Regions from separate parts of the Oryza sativa genome. Here region 1 is linked to region 2. The links are chromatin contacts, called in public HiCAR-type maps. All regions are on one chromosome and are shown on one strand. Each heading gives the region's core, a stretch centred on a gene start, on an enhancer-like site or on the middle of the called end of the contact. The rest is flanking DNA. Distances are from core to core; before and after follow the strand shown.

Region 1 (5,163 bases), core at 2,407-4,906, 220 kb after region 2:
CCAACTGAAGTACTCGTGCAATCGCAAAAGGGAGTAGAGTTATTGTACATCCCTGTACGGAAATTGCGAGAGCTACCTACTCCACAGATAGGATTAGTTAGGATGTAGCTGTTATTCAGCCAACTGTGCTTCGGTTATGACACAATTAGATCGTTCATTGCAATTTCCAAGCAAGAACCGCACAAGATGACGATAAAGATGATAGGGCTCAGGATCCTTGTATAGTACTAGTACATGGTGGATTGGTTTGTGCCTCAACTCAACAGTGTCCAAATTAAAATCCAACACCACTTGTCAAACTGACCATACATACCATCATTGGCTTGATATATATGCACATGGATTAAATGGATACATATGATGGAAATATTGTGTATGGTCCTGAATAAGTTCAGGATATTGTCTTAGGACCACATCACCACACTGATCTGAAGTCTGAAACATAGCAAGCTCTTCTCTTCCATCTCTCTCTCTCTCTCTCAGCCTGCTTGCCAACCACAACCACTAGCCTACATAGCCTATCCATCCATACATCGATCCTTAATAAATCAATAATTGTGCTCTCATCGAGCATGATGATTTTTCATGAGTCATGATCATGAACCTGGGCATGTTTTTGTTAAGGATGGACACAGATTGGTAATCACTTGCTTTCTTTTTATATATATAATATTGCTCTTTCGAACCTACCCATAGATAGGTAACCTACGTTATGACTGTCTACTGCTAAGAGAAAAAAAAACAGGGTATCTTTGAACCACAGTAGTGTTGGAGGTAGAGAATTTATTTATTTTATTTATTTCGAAAATAGGTCTAGAAGAAACATTGCACTCATGTGGGAAATGGTATTTCACGAATAGGGAAAAGTGCGAAATGCATGAATGAGAGAAAACACAATATATATATGCCCCTTAGATTTTTTTTAGATAATGATAGAAAAACAGTCTCCGTATCAACCATATGTCCCTAAGGATGAAAGAAATCAGTAGTGTGCAATGAAGATGAGAGATAAAGGTGGTTCCTTGAATTCGTTAATGGAAATTAAAAAATCACAAAGTTTGATTATTAAGTTTGTGAACTCCAAAAACAATAAAGGAAGAATATTTATAGCAAATATAAAAGCAAATACTAGGACACTATCTAAATGGTCCATAGGATGGTTTTCTATTGGTTGTAGGAATGTGACTCTCAAACCAAATAACTCTGCTAATCCGGAATCTCGACATTGTCGACCACCTTATGTTCGAATGCCTGGTTTCGAAGTAAATCTGGTTTGGAGTTCTCAATTGGCTTATTCTGAAATGGAATGACAGTAGAAACCTCTTGCATTGGTGGACACAAGGAACAAGCGACTTGGAAGTAACTAAACAAAAAGGGCTCAGATCTCTTTTCTTGCTCATCGCCTAGGAAATTTGGAAGGAATGGAACGTAAGAATCTTCAGAGGGAAAAGGAGGCGACAATACACCAAATGACCAGTCACATCCAAGACGAGGTTGGTGGGGTATTTTCGATGCTAAACACATTGGGAGAATGTTGCCATGAGGAGTGAGGAGAGCTTCGTGCAATCTTGTTTGCACGTAGGCATGTACAGTTTTTTTTCTCTTTTCTCGGCCTGTTGGATATTTGTACTTTGTATTTTTTTTCCCTCCTATTAATATAACGCTAGTCAAATGACTCAAATCTATCTGGTCGTTCGAAAAAAAAACATATGCAAGGGTGCCCCTAGGTAGTCCTAGTTAGTAGTAATTAAGACAAATATACCACGGTAATCATGTTTGATGGTGTTAGCAGACATCCATAAGAGCAGTTACAATAAAACTAGGTCAGCGCGCTATAATTTGATCTAGGTCAGCACACAATTAATCTCATAAAGAAGGGGAGAAACGAAGAGAAAAGACGGCCAAAAACTATTTGTAGCCAATGCTAACACAAGAAAAAGATAAATTGCCACACTTTTACAGCCAAGATACTCTACAGTTTATGAGTTTAGTGAGCCTCTCCACGATTAATTATTGTACATAATTATACATATCGAACAACATAAACAAACAAACAAACAAATTTACATGAACATACTGTAATTAATTATTATACAGCCCACACAGCACACAACACAAACACCATGGATTAATTACAAACACATCGATCAGCCTCGTGTTTAATTTATTCCGATTTCCGAGGCAAGGAAAGGAGCAGAGGTAGTAGCAAGCAAGGAAATTAAGCAGCAGAGATGATCGTGATCGACGCCGACCGCCGGCCGGCCATCACATGATGGAGCAGGCGTTGGCGTTGTCCTCGGTGTAGCACCACGGCGGCGGCGGGCAGACGGGCGGCGGCGGCCACACCTGCGGCGGCCACGGCCTGATGCCGCAGCCGCAGTTCCCGTGGCCCCCCGAGCACCCGCACGGCGGCGGCGGCGGCGGCGCCGGCTTGCAGACGCACACGAAGGCGTGCGAGCACCCGCACGGCTTCGGCGGCTCCGGCTCCTTCGGTGGCTCCGGCGGCGGCTTCGGCGGCTCAGGCTTTGGGCAGCACCACTGCCCGGCGTACGGGTACGGCACCGGGTAAGGGTACGGCACCAGCTTGCACTCCGGCTTCGGCGGCGGCTTCTCCGGCGGCGGCTTCGGCGGCTCCTCCGGCTTGCACGGCGGCGGCTTCTCGCATGGCTTGGGCTTCTCGCAGTGACAGGGCTTGGGCTTCTCGCAGTGGCAGGGCTTGGGCTTGGGCTTGGGCTTCTCGCAGCTGCAGCAATGGCAGGGCTTGGGCTTGCAGTCCTCCGGAGGCTTCTCGCACGGCGGCGGCTTGCACGGCGGCGGCGGCTGCGGCAGCGGCGGCGGCCAGACGTCGACGATGAGGATCTCCTTGATGATCTTGCCGGCCTTGCACCAGATCTTCTTGCACAGCTTCTCCGGGTCGAACTTCCCGCGCACGATCACCCTGTTGTTCTTCACGTCGTACTCCACCTTCTCGATGCAGTACTCCTCTGCGTTCATATTCAATTATATTCATTCAAACACACCCTTTTTAACAGAGGTTTTGCTCCCAATTGAGCAGGAACACTGCTGATTAGCCTTGAAAATTCAATCAAACATGGACGATTCGGGCAGAATTTATTATACCTTCAAGGCAGCCCAGGACCTTCCTGATCTTGGCATCGCAGCGGCAGCATTGCAGGTCCACCAAGATGACCAATATACCCATCTGCACACAAGAAAAACAAAAAACAAAAAAAAATGCAGATAGACAGGCTTTGGTCAGTTAACAGAAAAAAAAAAAGAGGTGCTTATTGAGCATCTTATATAGTTCTCTTTTCTCATAACAGAGTTAGGGGCCCCTTGCAATTAACAGGCATGCTCTTTACAAATTTCTCAGGAAAAAGTGCAATTCCCGTGGAATTCAGAAAGAAGATATATATCATGCCTTAATTATAAAAAAAAGTATTATGGAAGTTGAAGTCCTGTAACGAAAATTCTCTTTTCAAAATAGCAAAGAAACCAGAATTCTCTTTTGAACAGAGCAAAGATTAGCACACCAAAGTACTACATTAAGATTTAAAATACTGAGCTCACCTGTCAAATTTGCCGAATGTTACCAATGAGCAGTAGAGGAAAGCATGGAGAATCGAAGCATGAATAATGGAGGCGATGCATGGATGGAGCAGAGCTGAACCTTATGTTACTTATTTATGTTTGGATATGCCAGAGCCTGAAATATTCTGCCATTGGTTTTTTTCGTCCGTCGGATCGCATCTGGACGGTCCATGTTTCAGGAGGGGTCTTGATAACCTATTGCAAGAGATGGAAAATGACCACATGTATATAGGACAGTTTGGTCCTTCTCACGCCTTGTCATCTCTCAATTAGCTTTCAGAATGGTACCACTGTACATTTTCCTCTGAAAAATAAGAATACCTTTCAGAATTCGATTTCAGGCACACCTTGTGCTTCAATAAAAAAAAATATCATTGTTATCTTAAGAAAAGCTAATTTCAGATATCAATTTCTGTTTGGACCCTTGTAGTAGTACGCAATGCGACTCATTTAGCACTCATTTAGCTTTCTCTGTGGAAAATTCCTGAAATTAACTAATCTGCCCAAATATAGGTGAGCATTTATATATAGCACATTTCTCGCGGCACCGTCGAATCAATTACTGTATTTGGTAATTCCTCTTTAATGAAAAGTGTGTTTAACGAGATGATTGTGACCGTATAAACCTATCATCCAATCAGTCTCCCAGTATTCCTGATTTTACAGAGATATTTTACACACAGCATCCGTCAGTATCAGTTCGTCCTCTCCTATAGTTGTATATCATCACTGCACTGTACAGTTCCTTGCTTCGTGATTACACGAGAACTCTGATGTGTCGGCAATATCCTAGTCTGAAATGATTTCTGAGCTAACAATCTTCTGAATTATGCCACAAACTGTTTTGGGGATCTTCGGGCACATTTGCCAAAAGTACTAGCTTCTACAATACTCAGTGTTGGTCTTTTCCATTTTTGTTGTGATATAAGTTTTTTTTTTTGCGGGGAAATAGGGAATATATTACTCATGAGAAGCTTCCTCACACACCATATGTGAGATAAAGTTACAAGAATTTTCAGGCCAGAGCTCAGACACAGAATCGCATTGAGCCTTATTCGCTAAAATATGGCTAATACAGTTTTGGCTCATATGGCTACATGTTGTGATATAAGTATTAAATGAAAGGAGCAATTATATTTTTATTAGGAAAAATATAAGAACATTCAGTTATCTAGTTTCAATTTTAGCCTCTTACCTCCATAGAGGTAAGTTGGAGTAGTATAGAAGGGAATTAAAAATGTATATATATTCTGAACATGTGCTCGGAATTTTAGAGCTCTGGTTTGTGGTCCTGAAACCATGTTAGGGCATGTCTATTGCAGGTAATATTAAGTTTGCAACATTACGGTAATAAATATGGGTTTAGCTTTCGCTTTCTTGTCTAGCGCTATAGATTGGGTAGGACTGTTGGAAAAAAAAAACTCTTTCAGAAACCATCTCTTTCCTTACGCTAGTAACATGTCCGTACGTTGTAACGGGTCAAACCCATATAATTGGGAATAGACTAGAAGGACGATTGAGAATAAAGTATTGAATCCGGTGGCTACTTAGGATTACTTAGGAGTATACCAC
Region 2 (5,070 bases), core at 2,515-5,014:
GCAAAGTATACACGTTACACTCTGGACACTCCAGAATGTAACGATGAAACTAACAGGAGAGCTTTTGCCGACCTGCATGATATATTAAGGAGAATGGAACCAGAGCCTGAGGCACCACCAGTTGAGATACCTACTTCAGTTACGTTCATCCCACGGAAGAAGACAATCGATGCAATGACAGTAGATGAGGGTCCCAAATCCAATGATGCAAACTCATCTCTCATTGGTCTGGCGGCAGGTGCCTCTGATGAAACTGAGCAATGCGAAATGGATGAAGATGATCCTAAAGCATTGTTACCGCCACAGGTCCAAACCAACACGAAGATGAACTCCCGTCGTTACAGATCAAGTAGAACTGATGATGAGTAAAATTGACGGTACCCTTGTCTCTTCAGTTTAATGTTGTAATACAATCTACAAATTTGAGGTTCCAATGTTGGAGTAGTTGCTATGCAAGTTGAGGAGATATGTTGATGTACTTTTGCTTTGATCTTCTGATCTGAGCTAACCAGTTATAATTCTACTGTGGTACTTATTGTTTAATTAATCTTGTACTGGGAGCTACTGTGGTCCTGTGGATGTTGATGTAAACTTTTACTGGTAAGCTGACTTTACTGAATCATCTCTTTCTTTCTCATGTCAAAAATAGTGGTTTCTATCGCTATCAGTTCTTCACTATACATTCAGAAAACAACTTTAACAGTTACAGAGAAACCTAATGAGACTGCAGGTATGCACTTGCAGGTGACCTCACTTCCTCAGAACCAAGATCCATCTTAAAACACAATGTTAGGTCATCGTATGTACAGATAAAAAAGATCGTTTAAATGCTGTTGGCTCATACATCTCCCAAGAGAAAAAAACAGCTCATTTTCTTCTTCAGAACCAATGGCAAGAGAGAGAAACTGAATTGCAAAAGAACCCTATATCAATCTGTACATTCTGAATATAACCCCATGCATTTTCCTTCTTTTTCTTCTTTCAGGGAGTAATGAATTATTTACCGAGCTCAAGACATCTACAGTGGCGGCTACATCTTATCAGCGATTCTGTATAGGGCATCAGCCACCTTGCCAAGCACACCAAGTAGGCTGCTCACTTGGTCCTTCCTCTGCTCCCTGTCCAGTTGGCAGTTGATGTTCTGCGCCTCCAGCTGGGCTGCAACCATCCGGCTGCTCCGGTCTAGGATTTCGATCAGCTGCCCCTGCAGATCAGGAGCTTCTCCTGAGGCGTCGTCGCTGCGCTGCCTCTTGTGCGCGCCCTGAGCTGGTGAGTCCTCGACAATTTGTTCCGGTTGCTTGGCTCTGGACGTCCCCGCTGTCAAGAAATTTAGATGGTTAGATAAATGCAGTTTTTCTGACTTTGTTGCATGAATGTGCAAAGTTCTAGCATCAAAGGGGCTTTCAATGTTTCAATTCAAGATAAACACAATTTCCCTTTTTATAAAAGAAAAAAAAAGGCTACTATAACTTTTGTTTCTTCTCATGAGGTGATCCTGAAGTTTAATACTCCTGCTGTGTATCCTACTGCTGTTGATTTATGTTTTTGTTGCATATTAGACTATACAAGTATCTCTGAAACACACAAGTAAAAACTAGCGAGGAACAGGTCGCTGATCATGTTTATTCAGTACTGTATCAAGTAGGGAAGATAGCATAATGTAATATGGAAAGGTGAAGTGAACAGGATAAATGCAGTGAAATAATTATACTTCTTCCATTCATTTCTTTATCACAATACTTGAAAAGAAGCTTTCCACCTTGCTGGGCAAAAGTTAATGATGGAATATCCACTGCCCTCATACAATTTCTGAAAAAAGGGTCACTATGCGCTGAATGATACAATCAGTTCGCTGGTACTAATAACAAAAGGCTCCTAGTCTGCATCTTTTGCATTTTGGGCATTTATTCTGAACCAGCACTGCGTGAAACTGAGTGTTTCTCGGAATGTCGCAAACCTGCTAAAATTTGATGCTTCACATGTATGTTAATAAATTCAACAGACAAACTTTACGATCGAATCTGTTGACTGCCAATTTATTCATTTTGTTGTCAAATGAAGACAAGCCACAATTGCTGCCTGTGATTAATTAGTAGAAATATGTTTGTGCTTTCACCCAAGGTCCTTGGGTCCTAGATTGCTTCATATATTCGGGACTGTATTGTAAGCAAAGTCAGATACAGTTCTCTCATAGAACAATTTGACAAGGGCACAACACACGCGTTTAAGGTATAATTTGATTTGATCTTTTAGGGATGATAATTACCATTGAGTTCTCTTTTTGTGTTCAGGCTCCCTACAATTCTGTTATTAGTTAATTTCTATTTTCATATCTAAACTATACGCAGTGACACAATGTTTAAATATTGCTGCCAAGAATTATCTGATCAAAGCAATGGAACAGTAAAAAATTGTGGAAGATCAGGGGATGCTGAAGCACATGCAAAACGTGAGCGGGGAAAAAAAAGGGGAGAACTGCAAGGTAGAAATCCGGTTATTTATCAGTACCTTGCTCTGAGGCATCTTGCCTAGGTGGATCACTCTTCTTCTCTGCAACCAACAAACCACAGGAGCAAAAACAGTAATCAGCCAACCAAAAACAAACCTTTGCCAGGTGAAAATAAACATATTGATCACTTTTTTTTTAAAAAAAAACAGAAGAAACAGAATATCCATTAGGTTAGCAACAAAGACCAAAAACACAACTACTTGCAAATTCCAACTCTTCAGAGTTCAGACCACCACAAAGAACTGAACAAGAAATTTTCTGAAAAAGGAAGATGGGCATCAAGCCATCAAGTGATTGAACTCACAGGGAAATTCGATGCATAACATGAACTGTTACCATAAAAAAAAGAACAGTTGTTTTGCAATCGAAACGTCAATTTTTATAGGCAACTAACCCACCCATCACACACCCCAAATTCAGTTCTTTGAAGTACACAAATTCGCAGCCTTCTTCTTCTTCTTTTTGTCAACCAAGAACACAGGAAAGCCTCAATTTTTACGTGCAAGAATGGAGCAGCCGCGCTCACCGGATGTCAGGACGGGCACCGCCGGCGCCGGAGCCGGAGGTGGGGCCGGGGCAGCGGCCGGGGTGGTCGCCGGCGGGGTCGCCTCGTCGTCGTCCTCCTCTTCCTCCGACGACGAGAAGAGCCCATCATCCCCGCCGCCGCCGCCGCCGCCGGCCGCGGCGCGGCCGCTGTCGAACACCGCCGCCTTCTCCTCCTCCCCCTCCTTCCCCGCCGCCGCCGCCGCCGCCGCATTACCGCCGCCGCGGCCCTCGAGGATGTCGTACACCTCCCGGTCGAAGAACCCCGGCAGCCGCCGCTCCCGCCGCGCGTCGTTGCGCATCGCCCAGAACGACACCTCCTTCCCCATCCCCGCCGCCGCCGACGACGACGACGGCGACGACAGCGAGCGCTCCCACTCCCTGATCTTCTTGTAGTCGCCGGCGAGGTTGCTCCACCGCTTCCGGCACTGCACGGGGCCCCGCTCCAGCCCGTGCCGCCGGCAGTACTCCGCCACCGCCGCCCACTTGGTCGGCTCCGCGGCGGCGCCGCCGCCGCCGCCGCCCCGCCCCCTCCCCCTCCCTCGCCCCTCCACCACCCGCTTCCCCTCTATCAGCACCAGTATCTCCTGCCTCGTCCACCTCGGCAGCCGCGGCGCCCTCCCCGACACCTCGCCGCCGCCAGACATCGCGCCGCCGGGAGACCTCGTCGAGGAGAGAGAGGAAGGAGGGGAGGGGCAGGAAGCAACAGGGATAGGAAGAAGAAGAAGAAGAAGAAGAAGAAGAGGAGGAAGAAAGGGTGTGGCTTAACACATTAGGAGGGAGTGGCCTTAATTATGACTAGAACAACACAAGATTATGCCTTTAGTTAAGCCTTAATTAAGAGGATTAGTGGGTGGTCTCTCTCTCTCTTTCTCTCTACTTGTCTTTCTCCTCTTCCCAAAGAGGGAGGAAAAGGAAAGAGTGGTTGAGGGAGGATTAACAAGGGGAGGCTTAATTAGTCACTAGGGTGTGTGTGTGTGATTAGAGGAGGACTAAACTAGTTTAGGAGAGAGTATTAACTAACTATTAATATTAAGTAGTGGGTGTGGATGGGGGAGGGGGCTCCAATGAGAGTAGCCACCTACTGTTTTCAGTTCTCAGCAAGAGGGAAGAAGATAGAGCACTGTTGTGATATGATATGCATCACTTTTTCTACCCCCTTGATGTGCTTGTTAATTCTAAATAAGGAGGGGAATAGGAATATTGGCATTTGGTGTGGACTAGGAAAAAACTTTAGTGGTGAGCAAGAGCAAGCACAGTTTGACACTTTTTTGGTGCTTTCTGTCCATGATATCTTTGCAAGGAAAATCCTTTTCTTTTCAAGAAAGAAATAAAAAAATCTTTTACATGCAAAAGGAGAAGAAAAAAACACTGGAGAATAGCACAGCTGAATCATCTTTCTGTTTATTTTCTTCTGGAAATTCACATTGGCTTTTGCTTGCTGTGTGACAGGGACCTATTAAGGGCAGGCACTGGAGCAGAAAGGAGGGATCTTTGGTCGGCAATGGCCGTATGGGCATGGTGTTTGAGACGCGGAAGGCACTACTGTGTATGAAGGCAACTGGCCATGTAGAGTTTCAGTTAAGGCACTTCGTTTCTTGCACAACTGGGGATTGTGGCCAACCAGGTATGTGTGCATTGCCGCTCCTGGGTCGCATTCCTGTCCAGGTCTGTGTCAGCCACCCCATCCAGGTCCCAACCATGAATTGGATTAACCGGATAAGGCCTCTTTGAAACGCGGGATCTTTTTCTATGTTTCTATGAAATTCATGCACGTGTTGCAAATTAGGTCCTAAAATGTTGTAATTATCGCACCACACGGTTTAGAGTCTAGTTTTTTTTTTTGGAAAAAACATAATGATCATTTTGCCAAGTTCTTTTGTAGGATATTTCCCGTATTCTATATCATTTTACACTCAGACTATATTGGTGAGAAATCTAGAAAGACATGTCTCCCTAAATTATCATTATTTGTTTCATGTGAGAAAAATATCTTCTTTTTCTACACTAACATCAAG

Evidence for each region. HiCAR-type assays count read pairs that join an accessible place to other places.
Region 1: a contact with region 2 is called in a HiCAR-type map of leaf, with 2.2 times the contacts expected there. The contact joins the promoter of LOC4335725 here to the promoter of LOC4335704 in region 2. A contact is called at or near these places in 1 of 15 Hi-C or Micro-C datasets (seedling) and 1 of 4 datasets of contacts at active chromatin or transcription factors (leaf).

Annotation. Positions count from the first base shown.
Region 1 is chr4:20,200,941-20,206,103 of ASM3414082v1, forward strand. It overlaps LOC4335725 (protein PYRICULARIA ORYZAE RESISTANCE 21-like), which reads right to left and starts at 3,657. Exons shown (of 3, transcript NM_001402363.1): 1 at 3,571-3,657; 2 at 3,121-3,202; 3 at 1,896-2,984. The coding sequence starts at 3,202. The coding sequence ends at 2,266.
Region 2 is chr4:19,979,875-19,984,944 of ASM3414082v1, forward strand. It overlaps LOC4335704 (trihelix transcription factor ASR3), which reads right to left and starts at 3,765. Exons shown (of 3, transcript XM_015781291.3): 1 at 3,036-3,765; 2 at 2,509-2,550; 3 at 734-1,317. The coding sequence starts at 3,699. The coding sequence ends at 1,031. LOC136356084 (a long non-coding RNA gene) reads left to right here and starts at 4,505. Exons shown (of 2, transcript XR_010740764.1): 1 at 4,505-4,679. LOC107280807 reads left to right here. Exons shown (of 2, transcript XM_015781290.3): 2 at 1-543. The coding sequence ends at 369.